Linked DNA regions of Sus scrofa: region 2 is linked to region 1. The links are chromatin contacts, called in public HiChIP or PLAC-seq maps. All regions are on one chromosome and are shown on one strand. Each heading gives the region's core, a stretch centred on a gene start, on an enhancer-like site or on the middle of the called end of the contact. The rest is flanking DNA. Distances are from core to core; before and after follow the strand shown. Region 1 has its middle 17 kb from the start of SAMD11. Region 2 holds the start of NOC2L (nucleolar complex protein 2 homolog).

Evidence for each region. HiChIP or PLAC-seq counts read pairs in DNA pulled down with a chosen protein or histone mark.
Region 2: an H3K27ac HiChIP or PLAC-seq map of skeletal muscle shows a contact between it and region 1. The contact joins the promoter of NOC2L here to the enhancer-like site in region 1. A contact is called at or near these places in 1 of 5 promoter capture datasets (liver), 17 of 47 Hi-C or Micro-C datasets (alveolar macrophages, brain, embryonic fibroblasts and 11 more) and 1 of 2 datasets of contacts at active chromatin or transcription factors (skeletal muscle).

Annotation. Positions count from the first base shown.
Region 1 is chr6:63,267,054-63,274,255 of Sscrofa11.1, reverse strand. No RefSeq gene overlaps it. Among named protein-coding and RNA genes, the nearest start is that of SAMD11, 17 kb to the left of the region's middle. Within about 2 kb of position 3,130, at least 50 of the 83 cell types and tissues checked have an H3K27ac peak or open chromatin away from gene starts, as enhancers often do. A contact at or near this core is called in embryonic fibroblasts, liver, omental adipose tissue and 2 more, where this site is marked.
Region 2 is chr6:63,318,174-63,325,375 of Sscrofa11.1, reverse strand. It overlaps NOC2L (nucleolar complex protein 2 homolog), which reads left to right and starts at 4,577. Exons shown (of 19, transcript XM_021095173.1): 1 at 4,577-4,687; 2 at 4,803-4,955; 3 at 6,359-6,533; 4 at 6,623-6,748. The coding sequence starts at 4,662. It overlaps KLHL17 (kelch-like protein 17), which reads right to left and starts at 4,478. Exons shown (of 11, transcript XM_021095168.1): 1 at 3,547-4,478; 2 at 2,966-3,260; 3 at 1,328-1,806; 4 at 768-884; 5 at 365-578; 6 at 1-112. The coding sequence starts at 3,666.

The sequences.
Region 1 (7,202 bases), core at 1,881-4,380:
CCAAGTCAGAGGCTCATAAGGGGAGGGTGTTGCTTCTGCCCACCCCCAGGTGAACTTGAAGGCCAGTGCTATTCCTGGGAGAGGGTCTCCCTCCCTGCCAGGCACTGTCCTCAAAGGCAGTGGCCTTGGCAAGTTCAGTGCCCGGATAGCACTGACACCACAGACCCAGGTACTTCCGCCTGCCCTGTGCTGGCTCTCAAGTGGGACTCCCTGTTAGAGTCTCAGGCCTCCTCTGCACCTTGCCTTGCTGGGCGGCCAGCCCGCCCAGGCTTCTGCCGTTTCTCTGCTGGCCTTGCTGGCACTTCCGGGAACACTCGACCTGCCATTTCCTGACTCATTGACTCCGTGGCTCCACTGCCAGAAGTGCGAGCACACAGTTATCATTTCTCTCTGATTTGTTCAACTAGCACTGATCCTGTTTCTGTGCCAGGCACAGTGTCGCACACTCAGGGCCAAAGGTGAGCAGTTCACACAGCCCTTCCTTCCTGGTGTGGGAGTCAGAGAAGGAAGCTCCAAACTCCTCCAGGAGCAGGCAGACCCACCTGCCCAAGCGCCCCCCCCCCCCCCCCACTGCAGGACCCAGCCCAGGAGCTGCTGGGCTGCCGGCATCCGCAACAGCACTTTGGCACAGTCCCCTCCAACCAGTCCTACTTGTCTTTTGGTGATGATTTCAAACGCCACTTCCTCCACGACGCTTTCTGGATCTGTCCAGTTAAACGAGTGCATTATCCCCTGAGCTCGTGATCGCACCTCCCTGCGTTTCCAGAACTCAGGCTCTGACTCTCATAGGAGGCCAACATTCCCCCCTGAACTGTGAGCCCCAGAGGGGTCTCATCTCTGTTCTGGGGTCAGCTGGCCCTTAGGACGTCTTGGAAATATGTGTCACAATGACTCAGCATTTTACAAACATAATCACAGGTTTTAGAGCAACCTATGAGGTAGACGCTCTTTTTACCTCCTTTTACAGGTGACAGGTGGCAAGTGGCACAGTAGTGTTGAGATCCCGTCCTCTGGATCTTTGTGGGTTTTGTTTTTGGGTTTGGTTTTTTTTTTTTAATGGCCGTACCCACGGCATATGGAAGTGCCTGGGCCAGGGATTGAATCTGAGCCACCAGCTGTGACCTACACCATAGCTGGATCCTTAAGTTCTGCATCATAGCAGGAACTCCAGGACCTCTGTGATATCATGAAACAAGCCCTTAGCTGCTCTGAGCCAAAGTTTGCTCCTGAGCTTATCGCTTTATTAATTAACCCCTTAGTTGTCCCCTAAGGATTTCTTGGGGATCCCTGGGCTAAAGGTAGAAGAACACAAGGATCCAGAGGATCCAGAGGATCCAGTGGACATCATCTTGCTGCCGGGGCTCGTGCTGGGAGTTGCCTGACCTCTGGATGCCTGGAGAACTGGGAGCTCCTGTTTGGAGGACCAGGGTCTCACCTGATACCTGAAGCTGCTGGAGGTGCCAGGCCCACTCACCCTGTCTGTAGGTCCACGAACTGCCTGCTTCCCTCCCTCGACACCAGGCTGGGCTCCCAGACACTTGGCCCTTCCTCCTGTCTGCCCTAGCACCCCACTCAGTGGCTCACCGCACTTTTTCTGATTCCTAGAGCAGCTTCCCCTGGGAACGTAGCTTCTCTGCTCTTTGGCCTTGCTCAACACCCACCTGGCTACCGTGCCCAGATTCCAAATCTCTGCTGGCCTCCCTCCAAGGCTCAGCCCCCAGCCCACCCCATCGCTCTGCGGGGCCGACAGGCTGCCTCAAAGCACACACACATGTCTTTTTTCAACAAGAGTACACAGCAGGTCCCAGAATCCCACTCACTTGGCTCTTTCTAAGCAGTGTGTTAACAGGGAGACGCAGTTCTCCTAGGTCTCCCTCAGCCAGGCCCAGAAACCTGGAATGGGGCGTCCCCACCCCCACCCGGCGTGGTTGTCTCTGGGATGATTTCATTTATCACTGGCCGAGGATGAGTAATTTTATCGTGAAACACAGTTGAGGGTGATAGATGAGGAAGCGGGGCGGGTGATCGCCGCACTGCCTCCCTCCCCTTGCAGAGGGAGGCTGGAAGGAGATTCCTGCCCTTTTAGAACAGGAGGGCAGCCCAGGAGGAGGATGCAGAGGGCGGGGGGGGGGGGGAGAGGAGGATGGGGGGGTGGGCAAGGTCAGGGTGGGGGTGGGGTGGAGGAGGCAGAGGACACAGAGTAGGCCAGGTCCCCTGTAAGAACCCCAGCAGGAAGGCAGATGCGTCCTCCCCAAATCCTGCTCAAGGCTGAGATCTAGAGGGTCCCACGGGGGTGGGGGGGGTGAGGGGTGGGGGGTGGGGCAGGGCTTGGGTGTCTCTCCCGACTCTGGGGCGGCTGCTGCGGGGAGTGGAGATACTTTGCTCTGAAAACTGCCATAGTCTTTCCCGGGAGCCATAGCTCCATCTTTTCGTTTGTTTGTTTTGTTACAAGTAATTTTTATTTTATTTTTTATGGCCGCACCTGCAAAGTTCCCAGGCTAGGGGTGGAATCAGAGCTGCAGCTGCAAGTCTATACCACAGCCACAGCAACCCTGGATCTGAGCCACATCTGCGAAGTGCACTGCAGCTCACCGCAGTGCGGGATCCTTAACCGACCGAGCAAGGCCGGAGATCGAACCCACATCCTCATGGATTCTGGTTGGGTTCCTAACTGCTGAGCCACGACAGGAACTTCAGCTCCATCTTTTATTTGCAGTGAAATCCTCGATGAATCATATCTTTTTCAGCAGTGCTCATCGCACCAGCATGAGCAGACCTATATTTTTCAAAATGACAACCGAGACTTTGTCAACACTTGCAAGCCAGCTTGGGGTTTTCTGGAGCCTCTTCCAGGTGCTCCAGGTAGGATTCTAATCTCAACAGCTGCCAGTGGGCATGGGTGGACTGCTGGCCTGCCCATCCACCACCCAAGTCCCCAGCCACAGCGGGGTGGGGACGGGATGAGGGGGGAACCTCAGGACAGATTCAGCTCTGCCGGGGGCAGCGGCGCTGGCTGGCTGGCTGGCTGCTGGGCAATGTTCCTAGCGGCGCGCGTGGGAGGCGCTGGCAGCAACGCTGTCACTGCTGCTGACAAGCCCCTAGAGAGACAGTCCCCGCCTCCGGCTGGAAGGCGGCGGCGGCGGGGACTGGGGGGCCGGCGCGGGAGCGGCGCTGTCCCCAGGCAGCCGGCGGCGCGTCCCCAGAGGCCGCCGGCGGCGCGGCGGAGGCGCCAGGCGCGTCCGGGAAGTCTGGGCGGCCGCCCGCCCGCAGCTGCCCCCGGGTCCTGCGCCGCAGCCAATCGCGGCGACGCGCCGGCGGCTCCCCCCCGCCCGTCCCAGCGGCCGCGCGGCTTAACCCTTGCTTCCCCGGCACTCCGGCCTGCTGACGCCCGGGGGTGTGGGGTGTGGGGCGTGGGGCTGCTGGCGGCGCGGATTCTGGGCCTGAGTCTGGCCCGCAGAGCCTGGGTGTCCCTGTCTCTGATGACACCAACCCGGCAGAGGTTCCGGTGGGCAGTCCCAGGAGCCGCAGGTATGGGGTCCACGGCTGGGCTCGGTCCTCCTGGGTCGCTGAGGAAACCACCCCTCCCTACCTCGACCCCACACCCACCAGGTTCTCTGCAACCACATCTGCCCTCCTGTCCTTCCTCCCAGCAGCGGAGGGATGACAATAATGACACACCAATGAAAACGACTATTTTCCCCTATTGCGAGTGTGCCAGGCGCTGTGCTGTTCGTACATGTCCTAAAGCTTAACAATCGGTGTTGCCCCGGGTGCAGTGGAGGCCCAGAGAGCCTCAGCCTTGGCCACAGGCCTAGAAGGAACTGAGCAGGGTCCTGCCTGCGGCTAGAGGCTCCCATCCAAGTACTAACCAGGCCCGACCCTGCTTAGCTTCCGTGATCCTGCAGTGCGTAGAGGGTGGTATTGATAGGAGTGGAGTAGACACTGGTGGTTGCAGAAGCCCCGGTAAAGGGCCACAGACAAGGAGGGAAACTTATGGGACATTGGGAGATCGCCGTAAGTAAATAAATGGCTCAAAAAAGCCATCAGAACAAAGCAGGTTTGCCTCCTTAGTGGAGCCTTGAGAACTGCCCCAGGTCCTTGGGTGGGGGTGGGATGAGGCCTGCATCCAGATTCAGACCAAGGGCGAGAGTTTGAGGACCACCCTTCTGCGGATTTGAATACACACCTTACCTGATACTAAGGAGGAAAGAAAGAGGTGGGCTTTTCCGACCCACATTCCCCTTGGCTGATAAAAACGGTAGCTCCCCGGATCCTTGGGGCAGAGTTTCCGTGACTGCCCGCTTGCACCTCTCACAAGCCTCCTACGTTAATAAATCTATTTCTTGCCTATCCCTTTGTCTCTCGCTGAATTCCTTCTGCACGGAGACATGAAGAACCCTAACCTCAGTGAGTCCAGGCTCAGGGTGAGGGATTGAAATTTAAAACCATGGGTTCAAGTCCCAGTCTGTGTTCTCGCTGGGTTCAGGCCATCCGTGCTATCAGCCAGTTTGAGGCTCTCCCCCGGCTCCCCCAGCCCCTCCTGGACCTCCCTCCCTCCACCCACCTCTATCTTCAGATTCGTCTTCCTTTTGCAGCTGCTTCTCCCCAACCCCACAGCCCCACCGCAACATCACACCACACAAATCTTCTTTCAGCCGCACACTGTCTCTTCCTTGTTTCAGCAAAACTTCCAAAGAATTGCCTGCGGAAGACTGACTGTCCCCCGGCTCTGTAACCTTCACACTCCAGCTCCTGCCTCACCAGCCAGGAAATTGCTTTGTCAGGTGTTGCCAGAACTCCACCCCACCCCTCCCAACCGAGGGTCTGTGTCACACTCACTCCCTCAGAGCAGGGTCCCCTGCTCTCTCCTGCACTCCCGTCTGCAACTTTTTGCTTTACACCTGCTGCCGTGCAACTTTAACAGCCCCGTATACTGATGAACGGTTTTTATTGTGCTCCTATGGTGTACTGAGCTCTGCTAGGTGCTTGGAGGTCCCTGCTGCCTGGAGCTTGTATTCCACTAGGGGGGTGGGGCAGCTGATGAACAAACAGACAAGTGAATAAATAAGAAAGACTCTTGACAGTCATATGTGGAGGATTAGGAAAGAGGGGTTTAACAAGGTAAGTGCTTCTGTGGTGGTTTTTGACTGGATGTCTGTCTTGAATGTTGACCATGAGATAAGACTTGGCCAGAGAAAGGCCCCTTTAGGTGGAAAGAGTGTCCCCAGGGAGTCCTAGGGCAAGGCTGAGCTTGGTGGGTAAGGGGTGCAGGGATTCCGGACGACCTCCACGCTGGGGAGGGTCTGCACTCCCACTGCTGCTAAGGATGGAGGGTGTTTGAGATTTTCTTTTAACACGTGGGAAAGAGAGCTGGCCCTGGGGCTCCTTGGTTTCCAAGTGGACTGTGCCAGAGGCAGTGCGGCCCACAGGTTGGTAGACCATAGGGTTCCCAGGGCTCATGACAAGGGTCAGCAGGCAGTGATCCCTAGTGGTGGGGGTGGGGGTGAGAGGAAGTGTCAGCTCCAAACCTTCCCTCCCATTGCCTCTGCAAGGGCTGAGGAAATGCATCTTGGCCAAGTGTTCTCTGCCAGCTGCTCGCTTCTGCCGACTGCAAGGGGCAGCTTGGACGCTCACACAGGGCTGAGCATTCTAGTCACAGGAATGAGACTTGCGAACATGACCTTCAGGAACAGCAGACTTCAGATGCTGGAGTGACATGAGTCTTGGGACTTAACGTCCTGGAGGGGAAGGCGAGAGGCCACAAAGTGGGGCTCCCCAGAGCTGTTTCCATGGGCCCTGCTTCTTCACGTGGTGGCCCATGTCACCTGTGCTCCCCAAGATTTTGGGCTGGGTGCTGGCACGGAAAACTGTAGAATGAGTGCGTTTAACGGGGCAAGGGCTGCGCACTGAGGAGCCAGGGAGCCGTCTGTCTGTAGCTAACGGAGAGACCCGAGGATAGACACTGCCTGCAGGTTGTGACAGCAATGATCTCCAGGACCTCTGCACCCCCCACTTCTCTAGTGTAGGGAAAACAGGTTAGCCCTACTTTCTTCCCGGCTTCTGTGTATTTTAGGTGAGGAACGGCTGAGGTGGGAGGGTGGGTGGTGGCTGAGTTTCTAGTGCCTTCCTCAGGGTCTTCCCTTCTCTCCTGGAGTGTGGACGGAGCCGTCCCAGGTGGAAGGGCCTGGCTTTCTCAAGGCAGGTAGAGAGCCGCCCAGGGATCCCTACACAACTTTGTCCAGTGAGAAAGGACATCGGTGACAGTGAGGTGAGCCTCTGATTCTGGCTTATGTGTCCCCAGATGTCTGCCCACCCTGATGCATATAAGACAATGGTCTGTGCCCCCCACCACAAGGTAGAGCAAAAGGAGGAGGGTGTCCAGGACAGCTCTGAGAACACTCCTTCACATTTAAGGAGCAGGGAGAGGAGGCTGAGAGCCATGTGAGGGGGCAGGCATGGGCTTAGCCAGGAGGGAAGTATCAGTCCTGAGAAAGGCTATAGAGAAGCTGGGAAGATAGCACTGGAAGTGCTCCTTGGAGTTGCCACTTGGGCTGGTGAGGCTGGGTTGCGGTCAGGGGCAGAGCGAGCAGGGCTATACATGTGAACTCCTTTTCCTAGAGGTTTGACTGGTAGTGTCAGGGAGAGGACCAAAGTGGAGGGGACTGGTAGTGTCAGGGAGAGGACCAAAGTGGAGGGGAAAGGTCATTACTTCTCTTTCAATTTGGGAGAGACTGAGTTTGTTAAAGGCTGAGGGTCTGCCTTAGAGGCAGGGGAGGAAGAGCCCGGAGGAGTTTCCCAAAGGTGCAAAGTTCCTCCTTAGGCAGGAGGAACCCCGGCATCAGGCTGAGGGCAGGAGCGCCTGACAGGTGGGAGTCTTGGAGGCCAGGTCAAGGCTGGTGAAGGAGAAGGAGTGGGCCCAAAAGTTGCTGCTAGGTCACTGAAACTGAGGGTAGATTTTGGAATTGGGGTGGTCATGGGTCTCATGTGGGGGTGGATGAAGCGCAGGAGACAAAAGACTTGAGGCTGGCGGAAGCTGGAGAGTCTGGGTGAGGGCAGGTGATGTGAAGAGGAAGGTGCCATCAGGGACGTGGAGGGGCCTGCAGGTGGGGTGGGGGGACCTTATGCCCTAGACCAGCAGACTGTGGGCTCGTGCATCCCAGGGACCACTGGGCTCCCATTCCTCCAGGCACACGAGGCTGGGT
Region 2 (7,202 bases), core at 3,328-5,827, 50 kb before region 1:
GCCACACCCACCCGGGCCCGGCGCGTGGACATGGAGGCCACCACATGCCAGCGGTCAGTGCGTGTGTCGTATGCTTCACAGTCTCCGTGGATGGCAAACAGGCTTCCACCACCTAGCGAGAGGGAAGTGATGAGCCTGGACGAGGGCCCAGGGGGCTCTAGCATAGCGCAAGGGTGAGGGCGTGGGGACTCCAAGGGCAAGTGGGGACAGGGATTGGCGAGCAGGTCACACCGTGACGGATGGAAGAGCAGGTGGGGGGTGAGTATTGGATGGACCTGGCACAGAGTGGGGTGGGCTTGTGTTGGGCCGTGGGTAGAGGACATGGGGCAGGGATTAGGGTACCAGAGAGGACCAGCGAGCGTACCCACAGCGAAGAGCACAGGACCAGCACCCTCACAGCGGCGGGGCCGGGTGCGGCTGGTGCCCAGGACGCCCCTCTGCTCGGGCAGCAGGTGGAACTTGAGGGCCTCGATGAGCAGGTCCTTGCAGTCCGGGTGGTGCCTCACCAGACTCTCGGCATCCACGTGACCCAGCAGGAAGTCCCGGCTCAGCAGGGGCAGGCGTACACACTTCATCAGCTGGGGAGTGGACGCTAGAGTCAGGTGGCAGAGGCCCGAGCCCCAAGACCCCCTCAGACACCTGGACCTCCTCAAGACACATGTCGGTATCACCCTCTCTGGACACAGAAGAGCCCAGGCACACCTGGGTCCTCAACCACAGTATCCCCTCTGGAGCACTATCAGGGAGACCCCAGGGCCTGGCCTCACCCGAGGGACGTGCTGCCTCCGGGCATCCACGTCGTGCTTGACCCAGCTCAGGACAGCACGGTAGACGTCCTCCTCTGAAGGCACGTTCAGGCTGTCGCTAGAGACCAGTTCCAGCACCTGGGGGTGGGGACCCTCAGACCTGAGATCTGGGGTCTTGGGGGCCCATGGATCCCTGAAGGTGCCTGGGAGGGAGAGTCCAACAGGGGCCCAGTGTTCCTATGAGGAGGGGCCAAGCAGGGTCAGGAGCCACAGATCCTGTTTCTGGGGGCCTAGTTCCAGGGCAGTCCGGAGGGACTGGGGGTTGTAGGCAGGAATGTGATCTGGACAGGATGGAGTCAGGGATCAAAGGTGGGAGCTTGGGAAGGGTTAGAAAGTGGGGAGCGTGCGCACGAGACGGGTGGTGGGGCTGGCACGTGGGCCAGAGGGTGGGGATAAAGGTTGAAGGGCAAAGGACCAGGTCTTAAGGGCCCAGGGGGCCAGGGCTGTTTCTGGGGTCCAGGGATTGGTTCAGGGTTGGGGTCCAAGTCAGGGTCCAGGCTGTGCCCCAGCTGGCACATTACCTGCTTCAGCGGCAACAGCATGAACTCCTCGGTCTTGGCCACGTCCACGAAGTGTTGCAGCACGTACCTGTGTGCCGCCTTGAGCAGGTCGCTGCACGAGTGTGTGTCGGCGAAGCCCCGGATGCCCAGACAATTGGAGGGGTCGAGCTGACTCAACAGGAACTTGCAGCAGGCGTCACGGACGCCATTCAGCTGCAGGAGACTGGCAGCCGGGAGCAGAGTCTGTGCAACAAAGCAGGAGAGAGGACCGGGGAGCAAGGACAGAGAAACTGGACGTGAGGCACTGAAGGGGTGGGAGTGGCACAGGAGATGCAGCAGGGTGGAGGTACAGGGATGAGGAGAGTGAGGCAGCCTCACCTGCACGTTGCCTTCACCCACCACAATCTCGGCCGTGTACGCAAACTGCACCAGCTGGTCCAAGGCCTGAGGGTCAATGTCGTGCAGGGTCACGTGCGTCTGACGGCTCTCACTCATCTCATCTGTGGGGACAGCAGGTCAGGATGGTCCCCACTCTGGAAGAGGTGCAGAGTCCCCCACATGCCCAGACCTGATGAAGCGGTACTTGCTTGTGAACATGGCGTGAAAGTAGGGGCTGCAGGAGGCCAGCACCACCTTGTGTGCCCGGATCTCCTTGGCGGCCACGTGCAGGACGATGTCACACAGGAGGCCGCGCTGCCGCATGCGGCTCATGGCCACGAAGGCATCATGGTAGTGCCGCTTGGAGTTGTGGGATACAGTGTGGCCCTCACGGCTCAGCAGCTGCATCGCACCCTCCATGGGGGCCGTGGGGCGGGCCTGCCGGGGACGGGCACGCTCTGCCTCGGGGCTGCAGATGGGCAGTGCCAGGTCAGGGTGCACTCTGCAGGGAGCTGCTCACCCTCCCCTGAGACCTTGGGTAGGGCTAGGGCACCCAGGAGGCCACTCTCCCCCCAGCAGCCCATACCAGGCTTCCATCAAGGACCAGCACCCTCAGGGCCGCCCCTGCTCTCCAGGCTCCACCCCATTCTGCTCTCTCATGTCCAGAGAGCCTTCTCGGAAGTCCAACCAGACTCTGTTCCAATCTGCTCCCAGCTTGAGGTGGGACCCCACTCCAGAAGTCAATAGTTAAACGTTGTACAGCTTCCTCCGCCACCACCCCTGCTCAGGTACCACACTTCCCTCTGCCCAGGAGCCCTCCCCCCACCCCGTCTCCCTAGGCCCTCCTTAGGGTAGGCTCTCTGTCCATCGCTGGCCACACTTCCCGTGCCCCCATTGGAGTCCGATGTCCTCGGCACGGGCTGGGCATACAGGACCCGCACGGGGTGAAACTGGTCCATACTGTCGAGTGTCTCTGAAGCGACTCCTACATCAACCAGCAGGTGTGACCTCTCTGGACTCCCACCCCCAGCATGCAGACAGGCCGCCCCAGCCTTTAAGCGGCGCAGCCAGATTCAAGGGCAGCAGGCGGGGACAGAGCAGCCACCTCGGGACACCCTGCCCCGCCCCAGCTGTGTGTGCCGATAACGGACGGGGGCTGGACCCTCCGCGGCCCGGCAGAGCCCGCAGGATGCAAAGCGCCAGGGTCGGCGCGCCCCTCCCTTCCTCCTCCTCCTCCTCGGCTCGGGCCAGTCACGGTCCTAAGCCCCCCGGCCCACTCACGCTGGCAGCTGCGGTGGCGGTGGCGGCGGCGGCGCCTCGGGCGCGGGCCCCGGACTGCTGTGCTCCGGACTTTGTGTCCTGCCAGCCGGGCGCTCGCTACGCGGCTGCATGGGTTCGGCCGCCGGCCCGCCGCGGATCCGCGGAGGACGCACGGAGGAGCGAATGTCGGGCGGCCGGAGGGCTGCTCGGCGGTGGCGGCCGGCTTCGCGTCCCTGGCTCCCGCCGCTTGCCCGCAGCCGCTGTTTCTCGGCGCCGCCCGCCCCGCCTCCTGCGCTCCCCCGCGGCTTCCCGGACACTGCATAGCGCAAGAATTCTCTCAGGTTTCCGTGCCCCGTCCGCCTCCTCCTCCAGGAAGCCCCCGGCGCCCCGCCCGCGTCCTATCTCCAAAAAGCCTCCCGGGTCTTCCGCCCGTCTCAACCCGTTGAAGAAGGCAGCCCCCTCACCCCGCCCCGCCCCGCACTCTCCTGGGCCCCGCATCTCTTAGACGCCGAATGGCTGGCTCCACGTGATGCCCCTGGGGCCTGAGCCAACCCGGGGCTGCATCTGCTCGCCTCTCTGTGACCCCACGCAGGCCTTTTTACCTGTCCGCCTTTGATCTGGACGCTGGCTGGGGAGCAGGATGGAAGTGGGACGCACGCCCTAGGGGCTGTGGGATTTCCTATCTTGGGATCTGACTGTCCCGGCTTGCATACTCCCTCCATTAGGCAGGTGGGGGGAGAAGAGGGCAAAGGCTGGCTTCCTCACCTCCTTCCTTCCCCATGGCAACCTTCCAGCTTCTGGGCCTTTGCACCTGCTGGCTGTTCCACAGACAAAGAGGAAAAGTAGCTGTCCCTACCCGGGCCGGTCTGGGGACTTAGGTAGGGGTGTTCCCAAGCGAATCTCCAGCGGAAGACTCGCTGGACTGAAGTATCAGGCACACTCTTTTAGGGAGATTTGGCTAAATTAGCTTCAACAACAGTGCTCGGATCTGTCTGCTCTCTTGCCCCCTCCTGCTCCCCCGGCGCAAGTGCTATGGGGCTGCTTAGGGAAATGGAAAAGGCTCTCACTGTTCTGACCCTCACCAGAATGTTATTTATCTTTAAGCAAACTGCCCATCGATAGCATCGCCATTTCTGTTTTCATTTGCTTTTCCTACTAGATTGTTCGCTTTAGATCATCGATTTGTAAGAGCTTTGTGTATAGGGTCCTCTCTGACGCATGTCTCCCACCACCATGCATTTTTTTCTGTGGAGCAATGACACCCTCACAGGCGCGGGTTCACGGAGCCCGCGGGGGCTGTGGGCAGGGCCGGGCGAGGGCCCGAGCCTTGCCTTCCCCTAGGTCGTTGTCGATATTGGTGCCTTTTTGGGAAAAGGTCTCAGATTTGTGAGCAGAAATCTGTGAGATTCCGCCCTACGCAGTCCTGCCGGGTGCTCGAGCTCTGCCGCCTGTCCTTCAGCGGAAGCGTTCGGGAGCCGCGACTGAACCCGGCCTGCGCCAGGAACGCGCATCCCGCGTGCCACCCTGGGAGCCCGGGCGCCGCCCGCTTCCCGAGAGGTGTGAACGCGCTCTCCCGCCTGGATGCTGCCGCAGCCGTTGTTGGAGAACCGTAAAGCCACCCGACGAGACGAGACTGGGCGGGGCCGGCCTCAGGAAGTGCGCACAGCGCAAGGCCTGCCGGGGCAGGAAGCGGGGCGCACGCTGCGGCCGGGCAGCGATGGCGGCGGCGCGGAGCCGCAAGCGGTGAGTCGAGGCCCTGCTCCCGCCTTTCTGGCGCCCCTTGCGCCTTTCCTGGGGTGGCGGGGCTGGGGCACACCGGGCTGGCGGGGAGTCATAACTCCGAGGGCATGGCCCGCAGGCGTCTGGCGGAGCTGACTGTGGATGAGTTCCTGGCCTCGGGCTTTGATTCCGAGTCCGAATCGGAGCCCGAAGGAGCCGCAGAAGGCGAGACGCTGGCGGCACGCGGAACCTCCCGGAGCGTAGATGAGCCAGATAGGAGTTCCTTGGCCAGGTGAGTGGAGCGTTCTCCACCGGACGTGTGTAAAGCAGAACCCCGTTAATCGTCCTGGCCCTCCCCACCACAAGGGTGCTGACCACTCCTGGGGCCTCAAGACTGAGACCTGAGGACCCGTGACCTCTCCCCCGGACCCTCCGGCTTGTTTATTCTTCGGACCGGTATTTACGGAGCGCCTCTTCTGTGCCAGGTCATTCAGGTCTTAGACGTTGGAGAATAGTACTCCTTTCTGGTCTTTGCGGTAAGAAAGCTTACTCGATTTTGGATGGCCCACGGTGTGTAGTGGGTTAGAAGAGGGAAGTGCTTGCGGTCAGGAAGGCAAAGCAGAAGGGGCTGGAGGCACAGGGAGCATATCTGGGAGCGCCTGCTGCAGTGTTAAGCGAAGTGGATAAGGCCATTCGAGGAGGTGATAATTGAGCGAAACCTGAGGGAGGGAACTGCCACAGTAGGAGAAGAATGTCCCACTGTTTCAGGGAGCAGGAACAGCAGAGGTCCTGAGGTGGGAGTGGACCTTACGCGCTGAGATGAGTGTGGTTGTGGCAGGAATGAAGGGGAAAGTAGCAGGAAGTGAATCTGGAGAGGTGGTGATGGGGCTGGATCTTGTAGATCATTTGTATGACATCCTAGTACGGTGGGAAGTTATCTCAGGGGTTTGGTGAAGTAATGTCACGTAGCTCGTAACATGAAGGGTCTCTTGGGTTGCTGTGCTGAGAGGAGGTTGTGAAGGAATTGAGAGATGGTGCTGGTTTGAGAGGAGCCATGAGTGGATTTGAAAGTATTGTATTGGAGTTCCCGTCATGGCTCAGTGGTTAACAACTCTGACTAGGAACCATGAGGTTGTGGTTTGATCCCTGGCCTTGCTCAGTGGGTTAAGGATCTGGCGTTGCCGTGAGTTGTTGTGTGGGTCGCAGATAAAGCTCGGATCCCGAGTTGCTGTGGCGTAGGCTGGCGGCGACAGCTCCAGTTAGACCCCTAGCCTGGGAACCTCCATGTACCACGGGTGCGGCCCCAAAAAACAAACACAAAACAAAGTATTGTATTGAGGAGAGCTCATGGCAGCTGGGTTCGAGAGACAGGGAGAGGTTTATCTTTGATCTGAGAACCTGGAAAGGGGGAGTTAGAGATAGCTTAGATAGAGCAGGGTGTGAGCAGAGCAAGTCTGGCTGAAACTGCAGGTTCGGGCATCCGTATGCATTGAGGGTGGGGAGAGAGAGAGATCTGCCGAAAGCTCTCTCTCTGGAAGTCCCTCTGCCTTGATTGTTGGGAGCGGCCATGGAGGAAGTCAACTAAGCCTCATGGGTTCTCTGAGGAGGTCACCGCCCTCACCGCCCCCACCCCCTCCACTGGCTTTGGCCTTGGCTGTACCTGCCAGTCAGTCTGGATGACCCCTACCTCCTCAGCCGGCGGAAGGGCCGTGCGTCCGAGCACAAGGACCAACTCTCTCGACTGAAGGACAAAGACCCTGAGTTCTACAAGTTCCTGCAGGAGAATGACCAGAGTCTGCTGAACTTTAGTGATTCGGACAGCTCCGAGGACGAAGAGGAGCAGTTCCACTCCTTGCCAGACAGGCTGGAAGTGAGGGCCTGCGCGCAGCTGGGTCGGGGGCAGGGGCGTACTTGTGATCCCTACATCCTGTCAAGCCTGGCCCTCTGTGTCTGGTGCAGGAAGCAAGTGAGGAGGAAGAAGATGAGGAGGAGGGGGACCGGGTCCCAGGAGGACCTACAGGGAAGAGGAGGGATTCTGTCCCTGTGACCCTTGCCATGGTTGAGAGGTGGAAGCAGGCAGCAAAGGTGAGAAGTGGCATGGTGTGGGCAGCTGAACACCACCCCACCCTACCCTTGGCTATTGGTGATCTGGGGCTGTGCAGGCGAGAGGAGGCAGGAGGGCAGAGCTCTTCTCTGAGCCCTGGCGCTGGAGTCCCTTCAGCATGAGAGAATCTCAGTTCTTCCCAGCATACTAGGAGGGTTCAAGACTGCATCCTCTCCTTCATTCACTGACGGGGGCTCCCTGGAGTCCTGCTGTGGACAGGACATGGCCTCTGTGCCTTTGCTAGTTGGTGGAGCCAGGGCCCTTCCTCTGAGGGCGTCGCAGTGGTTTCTCCAGGGAAAAGAAAGGACAGAAAGAGAGAACTCCAGATGCCCCTTGACTGGCCATCATCCTCATCCAGAACCCTCAGTTCCTTCCTCCTGGCCCTTCCAGGAGGCTCTGGGCCCTTTTTCTCTGGACCTGGCTCAGTAACACCGC